Linked DNA regions of Sus scrofa: region 2 is linked to region 1. A link is a contact called in public HiChIP or PLAC-seq data. All regions are on one chromosome and are shown on one strand. Each heading gives the region's core, a stretch centred on a gene start, on an enhancer-like site or on the middle of the called end of the contact. The rest is flanking DNA. Distances are from core to core; before and after follow the strand shown. Region 1 overlaps ALPK3 (alpha-protein kinase 3). Region 2 overlaps SEC11A (signal peptidase complex catalytic subunit SEC11A).

Evidence for each region. HiChIP or PLAC-seq counts read pairs in DNA pulled down with a chosen protein or histone mark.
Region 2: an H3K27ac HiChIP or PLAC-seq map of alveolar macrophages shows a contact between it and region 1. The contact joins two enhancer-like sites. A contact is called at or near these places in 1 of 5 promoter capture datasets (liver), 1 of 47 Hi-C or Micro-C datasets (embryonic fibroblasts) and 1 of 2 datasets of contacts at active chromatin or transcription factors (alveolar macrophages).

Annotation. Positions count from the first base shown.
Region 1 is chr7:52,692,818-52,698,121 of Sscrofa11.1, reverse strand. It overlaps ALPK3 (alpha-protein kinase 3), which reads left to right. Exons shown (of 14, transcript XM_021098900.1): 4 at 1,421-1,538; 5 at 2,123-3,350. Among named protein-coding and RNA genes, the nearest start is that of ALPK3, 23 kb to the left of the region's middle. Within about 2 kb of position 3,436, at least 20 of the 83 cell types and tissues checked have an H3K27ac peak or open chromatin away from gene starts, as enhancers often do. A contact at or near this core is called in alveolar macrophages, where this site is marked.
Region 2 is chr7:52,870,254-52,875,975 of Sscrofa11.1, reverse strand. It overlaps SEC11A (signal peptidase complex catalytic subunit SEC11A), which reads right to left. Exons shown (of 7, transcript XM_021098904.1): 6 at 4,964-5,021; 7 at 3,968-4,491. The coding sequence ends at 4,441. Among named protein-coding and RNA genes, the nearest start is that of NMB, 10 kb to the left of the region's middle. Within about 2 kb of position 3,070, at least 3 of the 83 cell types and tissues checked have an H3K27ac peak or open chromatin away from gene starts, as enhancers often do. A contact at or near this core is called in alveolar macrophages, where this site is marked.

The DNA of each region.
Region 1 (5,304 bases), core at 2,187-4,686:
CAGTACTTGGAAGGATGTTGAGACTCTCTGTCTCCCTTTTCTTTTCTTTTTCTTTTTCTTTTTTTTTTTCTTTCTTTCTTTCTTTTTTTTTTGTGGCTTTTTGCCTTTGCTAGGGCCGCTCTCGCAGCATATGGAGGTTCCCAGGTTAGGGGTCGAATCGGAGCTGTAGCCGCCGGCCTACATCAGAGCCACAGCAATGCCGGATCCAAGCTGCGTCTGCAACCTACACCACAGCTCACAGCAATGCCGGATCCTTAACCCACTGAGCAAGGCCAGGGATCAAACCCGCAACCTCATGGTTCCTAGTCGGATTTGTTAACCACTGAGCCACGACGGGAACTCCTCCCTTTTCTTATTCTATCTTTTTCTCCCCCCTTTTCTTTTTAGGGTCACACCTAAGGCATATGGAAGTTCCCAGGCTAGGGGTCGAATCAGAGCTGTAGCTGCCAGCCTACACCACAGCCACAGCCGCATCTGTGACAACCTACATCACAGCTCACAACAATGCCGGATTCTTAACCCACTGAGTGAGACTGGGGTGGAACCCACCTCCTTATGGATACTAGTCAGGTTTGTTAATGATGAGCCATGAAGGGAACTCCCCTCTTATTCTGTCTTGAACATCAACTTCATTTGCCATCTCACTGTAGATCAGCTTCATCTGCTTCTCAGTGCATGTGGCAAAACATGGTTGTACCCCTTCAAAGTTATTTCCAAACGTTAGAGTTAACTGTCACTAGGTTGTAATTCCCAAATACTAGGTCCAAGAATTGGGTTAGATTATCTGATTGTGTGTCCACTACTGGCCCAATCAACTGTGTGGCCAGGGAGGCAGGGACATGAGACTGTCACAGTGAAAGTCCAGAGAGGAGGGGCAGGGAAAACACCTCAGTCAGTTTCACAGCAGTGAATGGGTGGGAAGGTAGGTGTGGATGGGTGGACGGATGGATGGATGGATGTTTTAGCTGTGTCGTCAAATAATACTAACAGTTCAGGAACCTGGAATGGAAGAAGGAGGGCTCTTGGCAGTGGTATTGACACTTGGGGCTGGGAAGGGACCTCTGCGCATAGAGCTGTTACTGCAGTTGAGGATGTAGAACAGGCCACTGAAGAGAGGAAGCTTATTACTACCAGCCACACTTTCTGGAAGCTCCCTGCTTCCCTTCTTACCAGAGGCTAGGAAGTTTCTCCTTTATATTTGCCTTCCAGCTGCTGAAGAGGAACAGTTTTTAGCTTTGACCAGGCCTAGCTTCTAGAAATAGGCGGAGCCATGTGATAGTCCTCTTCTTCCTGCAAGCCTGGGGTGGGTGGGCCAGTCCAGTCCCTTCAGGTGGTCTGGGGCAGCCATGGCATCCTGTCCTCTCCTCCCATTATTTTGGAACCAGTCTTCCTGCAACCCAATCTCCTGTTTCCTTCGTAGGGTACCCGGAGCCAGAGGTGACCTGGTACAAGGATGACACAGAGCTGGACCGCTACTGTGGCTTGCCAAAATACCAGATCACCCATCAGGGCAACCGTCACACACTGCAGCTCTACAGGTGAGGGGCAGGGGCCTGTTCTGCTCTCTCTGTCCTCCTGAGGGTCCTATGGCCCAAGCCTGCCCTCGGAAATGCTGTCAGCTGGATGAGGATGCCCCGGCAGGACCTAGGGATGGAGGCGGGGTTCTGCTGCTGAGCTGAACCACCTGGTGGGCCATGTCTGCCTGCCAGGGCCCGGGATCTCCTAAGGCCAGGATGGGAGTATTTCTGACAGCCAGAGAGCCGAGTGCAACCAGAGGAGGTCCTGACCCATGGAAACATTTTCCATGAAGTCAGCTGCCAAAAAAAGCTTCTGTGTCATCCTTAACTTCCCAAGGGGCTGTGTGGGTCACCTGTTTCTGAAGGGAGCTCTCCTGGGCCCCAAGTCTAATCCCTCCTGGAACAGCATGACCTTGGGCAGCTCCCTCCCTCTCGTTAGCCTCAGTTTCCTCAGCCGTAACGGGGAGTGTTGCACGTGGTGATGTTGGAGGTAGGGTGTGGCACTCAGGGCAGGACTGGCACAGGTGGGGTAGATGCTCAGCTCAGCAAGGCCCCGGCTGCGGGGAGTGGGGCTGTCCCCTCCCATCTCATCCTCCTGCCTCCAGGTGTCGAGAAGAAGATGCTGCTATCTATCAGGCCTCTGCCCGGAATGCCAAGGGCATCGTATCCTGCTCGGGGGTCTTGGAGGTGGGCACCATGACCGAGTACAAGATCCACCAGCGCTGGTTTGCCAAGCTGAAGCGCAAGGCTGCCGCAAAGATGCGTGAGATTGAGCAGAGCTGGAAGCACGGGAAGGAGGCAGTGGAAGAGGCTGACACCCTGCGCAAGCTCAGCCCGGACCGCTTCCAGAGAAAGCGGCGGCTGAGCGGGGCTGAGGTGCCGACCCCACTGGCCCCTCCTCGGGAGGCCAAGGACGGGACCCCAGTGGCTTGGCAGGAGGGAGAGACTGAGCCTGGTCAGCACCCAGGGTTAGGTCTGATCAACAGTTTTGCTTCTGGAGAGGTGACCACCAACGGGGAGGCTGCCCCTGAGCACGGCGAGGATGGGGAGCACGGGCTGTTGACGTATATCTGTGAGGCCATGGAGCTGAGGCCTCAGAGAGCCCCCAAGAAAGAGTCTGGGGCCAAGAAGAAAAAGAAAGATGAGGAACCAAAGCAAGATCATCGGAAGCCAGAGGCAGAGAAGGCAGCTCGAAGCCACCGCTCCTCTGAAAACAAGGACAAGCCCGATTCCTGTGGTACACAGGGGGCCGTGGAGCAGGTTCAGCCCCGGCCCAGAGGCCGGGCTGCACGGGGCCCGGGGTCCTCTGGAGTAGATGGCACCAGGAAGCCAGCCTCCGCCGAGGGCACTCAAGATCAGGCCCAGAACCCCCCTGCGCCTGGCCCTTCCCCCCTCGCAGGCCCAGGCCAGGAAGTGTATTTCTCCCTGAGGGACATGTACTTGGAGAGCACCCGGGCAGTCAGGCCTCAAGGGGAGGAGGAGTCCCAGACCCCCAGTGGCAGGACACCTGGAGAGATGCCCTCAGGGAAGCAACCGGGGGAAGCGGCAGGTGAGAAGGGGCCCGCTGCCCCTGGCCAGCCCCCGACCTCGGCCCCCCAGCAGACTAGGCCCTTCAACAGGAAAAGATTTGCTCCTCCGAAGCCCAAAGGTGAGCTCGCCAGCAGCAGCAAGACTGATTCTTCCCTGAGTCAAGATCCGGATCCTGGGGCTCAGAGTCTAGGAAAGGCCCCACCTCAGGCCTCTGCGCAAGTGCCCACGCCCCCTGCCCGGCGGAGACCCAGCACCCGGGATAGCCCCCTGCAAGGGCGTGCCAGCCACCAGACTCCAGGAAGGGTGAGTGTGGGGGTTGGGTGCCTGAAGGCCTCTCGGAGAAGCTGACCTCATGGAAACTCTTGCTGCAACAGCCCGACCGCCAGTGAGCAGTGGGGTATTTATAGAAGGGGGTGGGGTGGGGTGGGGTGGGGTGCTAGCCAGGAGCAGGGGACCACAGGCTTGGCCCTCGCCCCAGGCAGTCCCCAGATGCCAGGCATATGGGCAGCACAACCTAACTGTGACCATCTCCTCTGACAGCATAGAAGTTCACTGCCAAGGGAACTGTGCCCCAGAGGGAGGTAGAGGAAGACGATGTTCTCTGGGGAGGAAGGAGGCAGGGGAGGCTAAGGAGCAGCCTAGTGTGCAGTGGGTCTTGCCCTGGATGCTTTTAGAAGGTTTTTAAAAGAGCCAGTGTCCAGGAACTTCTGGCTTAATCTAGGTTTTTATCTAAGATTTTGGAGTCGGGTATACCTATGTGCAAATCTGACTGTGAACATTGTATGATCCCGGGCAAGTTATAAAACCAAAATAATAATAATGCCTGCTTCATAGGGCTGTTGTGAGAATCCGAGTGCTTGGCACAGGGCCTGCTGTGTGTTAAAGAACGAAACAAAGGGTGAGAGGATCACGGTGTCGCTGTGGTGGGAGGCAGAGGCACATGGCTTTACCTGAGGACGGAGTGCTGTCTTTTTCTGGGGATGAGATAGCCCACTGGGGAGACAAGGGGAGGGGCGTTCACTCTTCAAAGGAAGAGGCAGATGGTGACAGCATCAGCACTTTGATGGTGGGGGAGTCGGGAAGGGGGGCAGGTGGAGAGGGGAGCGGGATCAAGAGGACTGACGGCAGGGAAATAGTTGGTCCTGTTCGGTCAGCGTTTCATATTTCAGGGGGCGGAGGACAGGCCCTGTTTCACAGAGTTTAGAGAGAAGGAATGCTTAGTGGTGGGGCAGAAAGAAGGCAGTGTTTCCTGTAAGGGGCAGAAAGAAAAGGTCTTTCAAGAGTAGGGGTGCATTGGATAAAATAGATGGGATATGCTATTCTAAGAAATTACTGATGGTCTGAAATTTAAATAGAACTGAGTATCGAGTCTTTCTCTTTGCTAAATCTAGCACATTGATTGGAGACAGCACTTGGGTGGGAACTAAGATGAAATTGTTTCTTGGGATGCGGGAAGCAGGAGCGTGGTTCCCAGGAAACAGGAGGAGCACTGCACAGCGGGGTCAAGGCAGAGAATGGAGGGCTTTGGGATGGTGGAGGGAGGCCTGTGAAGCCTGGACAGGCTGCTGTAGACCCTCCTGTGGGCAGCGGAGAAGGGATGCTTCCTGGAGTGCAGGGAGAACTTCCCTGAGGGCAGGAGGGAGAGGCCACTTTCAAGGATTATCAGGGGAAACAGTTTTGGTTCAGTGGATGCAGAGGTTTGTCTGTGGGGACTGTAGTTCAGAGGACTTTAGAGTGGGGCGAACCTCAAACCCAGCTCTCTAGACTCTGTTCCTGACCCTTTCCCCCTTCATGCCTGGTCTCAGGAGATTTCAGCAGATAGAGTGGTGAGTTCCTAGTGGCCCAGATGGGACTGCTCCTTGTACCAGACAGCCCACAGCAGGGCCTCCTGCAGAGATGGCCCTCATGGGCCCCTGGGGAGCAGATTTGGTAAGAGTCCAGGCAGGCAGCCAAGTCTGAGTGAATCTGGCTTCTCCGCCCACAAGGGTGGGGAATACCATGGCCAGAATAGCTGTATCCTTTCTAGCAAGGCCCTCCTTAGGGGAGAATGGGCTGGGGTGGTACAAGCTCAGGACGGGCTAACTGCAGAAGCCGTGCTATTCCTGCAAAGAGCTTGTATGGCTTTTCTTTTCTTTTTTTATACTCAAAAACATTGTGAAATGTATCATACATGTGAAAAATGCATTTAACATCAATGTGTATGTTGAAGCTGTTGCTTTTTAGTGGCCGAATTTGACTCATTTTTTATGTTCTTGTT
Region 2 (5,722 bases), core at 1,821-4,320, 180 kb before region 1:
GAGTGATAAACATCATAAGAGGAGTGACCCTTGTGGCTCAGCGGCGATGAGCCTGACTAGTATCCATGAGGATGCAGGTTTGATCCCTGGCCCCACTCAGTGGGTTAAAGGATTGGGCATCGCCATGAGCTATGGTTTAGGTCACAGACACAGTTCGGATCTTGGCTGTGGCGTAGGCTGGCAGCTGCAGCTCTTATTCGACCCCTACCCTCGGAACGTCCATATGCCACAGGCGCAGCCCTTAAAAAAAAAGTCTTAAGAAAGGTGACCTCACAATTTGGGATAACTCCCACACCTGAGAGGGTTATGAAGACTTGCTAACACACTTATGCAAATGACCAAGAAATGTACTCAAGGATAACAGAGCCTTTATTTCAAGCCTAGGCTTTTTAAGAAGCCTAAGACTCCCTAAGTGACAAATGCCAATACTTTTCCCATTGAGAAACAGAATATGGGAAAAGACCAAGGATACACACACAAAAGAAGAAAATAAGATTAACATCAAAAATTCTAGAAAGGGAACATGCTGTTTTAAGTGGAACCATAGGGAGATAAAGTTTTTAGATTCAAATCTGGCAAGACCCAGATACAATGTACTTAATAACAGGCAAGAACAAATCACTTTAATGATTCATATGCTCTGCCCCAGAATAACAGCACAACAATTATGCTTCTACCCTAGTTACTACCTCTTGTTCCAATGTACGATTACACTGAACTTTTAGTATATGCTGCTAGAAGCTACTGGAAAAACAGAGTACAGTGTCTATAAAAACGGGGCTCCTGCACTGGAGGAACTTACAATCTGATGGAGAAACTGGAGTCCAATCCACAAACATACACAAATAGCATAAGGCTGTACACCCTGAGTGACAGAGGAAGAAGCAAGTGACAAGCAAAGAGCATGAGATACTATAAGTGAAAACAGAGTATATAGCTCCAGGCTGCTTCATGTTAGCTGAATAAGTTGGAACTTCACACATAGGTAATATGTAGGGCAAATACAATTTATGACCCAAAAGGAGACTTTTATTTAAAAATAAAAGGGGTACTAAAATGAACAGGTGGAAATGATCTAAAATAGGCAGAGATTAGAGTTCCCGTTGTGGCTCCCAACTAGTAGCCATGAGGTTGTGGGTTCCATCCCTGGCCTTGCTCAGTAAGTTGGGGATCAGGCGTTGCCATGAGCTGTGGTGTAGGTGGCAGACGTGGCTTGGATTAGGCGTGGCTGTGGCTCTGGCATAGGCTGGCAGCTGCAGCTTTGATACCACCTGGGAACCTACATGTGCTGCAGGTGCTAAAAAGCAAAATAAAATAAAATAGGCAGAGACTGGCCCATTACAGGGGAAACTGGGACATAAAGTCTCCCAAGCAACAGGGGGTCCCTGAGTATGTTTCTGGATTCAGGGGACGGCAATGAAAATGGAACGACAGGGTAGATGTTGGCTTTTAAGTGACTAAATAGGGTGAGGAAATGAAAAACTAGGTGAATACTCGTTCAAAGAAAAGTTGAAATTTGGAGGGGAAGTTTGCAGGGATTGCTATGAGCTGAAGCTTAAAGATAGGACAATTAAATGGAAGTGACCAGTGGGAACAGCGAGACTTGGGGCTAGAACTAAGGACAGGCCGTTTGGAAATAACTTGCAGATACTAACGAGTGTGGATGAGTAACATCCAAAAGATAATTCCATTATCATGTTCTCATCTCAAGTTTTATCAATTTGCATCCTCTTGGATTCTCTTCACTCACCAGGTTGAGCCCCTCCTAGCTTCCCACCTGCCCTGCCAAATCTCAAAGAGCTTATAATTCCATTAAAATACCAAGTTAAACATCTCTGGCATTTCCTACATTTCCAAAGAGCTGTTAAAATACATTGTATTTACTAATAAAACCTTCTAGTTTCAAGTTATAGCACTAAAGCAGACAATATAAAAACTAAGAACATAGTATCACTTTCCACAAATAATCTTGTTATTTTTGGCTACTACAGTGAGTCAAATATTTTTAAATGATCTGACTACTTTTCAGAGAGTTTAGCTGTTCTTTCAAACTAGAGCATCTAGCAAAGGAAGAAAAACAGCCATTTCAACAAAACTGGGTGTGAAAATACGCAAGGGAGGAAAATAATGTTTTCCTTTCAATAAGTGTATATAATATAAGGAGGAGAAATCTGGAGAGCTTAGGATACAAGTATCAGGATGTTTACATTCAGGCAGGGTCGGATCACAAAGAACTTTGGGGAGCTCCCACTGTGGCTCATTGGAAAAGAATCCGACTAGGAACCATGAAGTTGTGGGTTCAATCCCTGGCCTTGCTCAGTGGGTTAAGGATCCAGCGTTGCTGTGAGCTGTGGTGTAGGTCACAGACGCGGCTTGGATCCTGTGTTGTTGTGGCTGTGGTGTAGGTGGGCAGCTGTGGCTCCAATTCGACCCCTAGCCTGGGAACCTCCATATGCCTTGGGTATGGTGCTAAAAAGTGAAGCAAAAAAAAAAAAAAAAAAAAAGCCAAAAAAACCCAAAGAACTTTGGGATCCCAACCTTTGCCAGCAGAACACACTACTTCTTCTCCAGCGTAGTCTCAGAAAGGTTGGTACCAAATTAGCCAGGGCACCAATTAGGCTGCACAATTAACCCCGTCCTCTGCAGGTTATTAAGAAGAAAAAAATGGAGTAAGTAGCAATTTTCTGCCTCTCCACATGGGCGGGGTGGTGGGGGGGAAGAGGAGGCATTCGACACTGTCCATGGCTCATGAGAAAATACAAGTACTATATAAGCCTCAAAGACAGATTCAAAGGACTACCTGTCAGTAGTAATTTGCCAAGTTTCATGCTCTGTTGATATCATTAAGAGCCCATATCCAAAGTTGAAAGGTGAAAGCCTAGATAACGGATTTAGGATGGCCTATTCTCTATAGGGGAGGGTTTCAGAAGATTAACTGTCCCTATTCTCATTCCACTGGCACTACAGTATGGACTGATTTCCACCTCAGCTGAACAAATAACAGAAACGGCTCATTTAGCCCAACCCAGAAAACTTGCTTATTCTGAGATTTCACAATAATACAAAAAGAGAACAGAAAGGATTAAGAGTCTTTTGTGCTTAAAATACACTGACTTACCCCATGCACTCCTTATTTCCTTAACTGTCTCAATATTAAAAGAAGGAAAACACGGCGGGGCTTTGTCTTTACTACTTTCAACCTTGCCCTCTCTACGTCTGCACTGGAGAAGAGCAAAGCCACGCACAGGTTCTGGCAAACTAGAGTCTCAAGAACACAAGCAGTAGGCCTGTCCTTCAGCACCTTCCTCCTGCCTCTCCCAGATGCTGAAACTCACTGCCACGGTGGAGAAGGGGCTGAGGATGTCTCAAGTGTAGACAAGGTTAGAAGTCTTCAGCAAGGTGAGATTTGCTGAACCTCTCAGCAACTAGCTGGGTTTATACACATCTGAGTCATACCCTGGTGAAGAATCAATTTTTATAACTAAGAGATTTCTTATGGACATCAATAGCTACTTTTTGTTTGTTTGTCTGTCTGTTTTTTGGCCTTTTAGGGCCACACCTGTGTCATATGGAAGTTCCCAGGCTCGGGGTTGAATCGGAGCCACAGCTGCTGGCCTACACCTCAGCCACAGCATCGCAGGATCCAAGCTGCATCTTCAAACTACACCCCAGCTCATGGCAGTGCTGGTTCCTTAACCCACTGAGTGAGGCCAGGATTGAACCTGCATCCTCGTGGTTCCTAGTTGGGTTCATTAACCACTGAATCCCAAAGGGAACTCCTCATTGGCTACTTTTACTTCACAAAAACAAAATCAGAAACAAAAACCAGTTGTTTGTATTAGGACAACCTTCTTGGCTGAAGAACTGTTCACGTCAAAGCCTTTATCTCCCCAAGGGGCGCTAAGAACCAGCACAGGAAAGCAAATTTCAGGAGCTTTCCCGACAAACACAAGTCAGGGATAAGGGGTTCGATATGCAAAGTCTTTTATTTAAAATTTTGAAAAGTTAAGACTACGACCACCTCAGTATATGCCACTCCCATTATAAGGAGGAATGACAGTTGCAGACTCATGCAGAGCTGCCTTTTCATTTACAGAACTCTGTTAGGCACTTTGAAGTGAAGCTTGGCTTCAAAATACAAACACTGGGGCTTTGGCTCAACCTTTTAATATAAAAAATTCACTGATGTACAAAAATGTGAAAGTGTGACAATGACAACATATGAAATTCTGTGATTGAGAGTCCCCTTGAGTGCACGCCTGGTGCACACGCACCCGCCCGCACGTACTCTGGCGTGGAAACATAAACTAATGCAAACCAGTGCTACCGAGAAGCGCCAACATGTGTGTTCTCCATTCCACCAGCCGCAGATCAATTATCTACTCCAAACATTCAGGAACAACAAGTACAGCATCTTCCAGGAACAGCAAGGCAGACTTCTTACTCACGATGGACCAGCACAAATAAACCCAGCAAAAAGAGCACTGCATACTAGAAAACAAACACAGGACAGCAAGTCAGAGAAGCTTTTGTGTTTTTTTAATTGTTATTTTTTGGCTTTTTGGCTTTCTAGGGCTGCACCCGTGGCATATGGAAGTTTCCCAGGCTAGAGGTCTAATCGGAGCTACAGCTGCCGGCCTACACCACAGCCACAGCCAAGCCAGATCCGAGCCGAGTCTGTGACCTACACTACAGCTCACAGCAATGCTAGATCTTTAACCCACTGAGCAAGGCCAGGGATCGAACCCACAACCTCATGGTTCCTACTCGGATATGTTTCCGCTGTGCCACGACAGGAACTCCAGAGAAGCTTTTAAAAGTGCACGAATCCTCGAAGTTAATGAACAAACTGGCCTTTGTGACCATGATAAATCAACACACTATCCAACTGGTCTTCCATCTTTTAACTATAATCCATTTAATAGTTTCCAAAATTAATAAAACATAAAGTACAAGATCTTACCTTAAATTTAGGATAGTCATTCATGAGGATCGTCACAATCCCAATATAAGGAACAAATCTAAACAAATAAACAAAAAACCTCATCATCACAGAACTTTCTAAGTAGCTGCTATCATTTACCAACATTCTCACTATCTTTCATAGAATACTAATTTTCAGCTCACAAAGTCCATTGGCATATATGGTCCTATTAGACCCTTTCAACAGCCCACGTGACAGGGAAGTTAGGGATATCTCCATTTTACAGATGAGGAAACAGCTGCTCATGCCTGAGATACATGGCTTTTGTGTGGTTGAACCGGTACCAGATCCAAGGTCACCTACCTCCAGTTAGTGACCCTAATGCGACATGTTAATTCAGTGCTAGGGGCTGGGTTTGTTGTTATAACCTTCGGAAAGCTGTCAATCTAGCTGGGGAGACATGCAAACACAGTCAGAACATTACCAAATACTTGATGTTAAGTGTCCAAAAAGGTGAATGTAACAGCTCTATTAACAGCACTTAAGATTTCACCACCCTCTCATTTTTTAACCACCGGTAATCTGGTTTTGGCTCTCTCAATCTTGAAGCTTCTTCTAGAATAGTTTAAATCACTCTATGCAGACGACCATTCTCAGTGCCTTTCTTCCTTTTCACTTCTGCAGCATTTGACTCTGAGGACCGCAAACTCGCCCTTGAAATCTTTCTCCCTGGTTTCTATAACCCACCACAAGCCTCTTTCTCACCTCTTGGCTGCTACGCCTTTGTTTTTTCTTGTT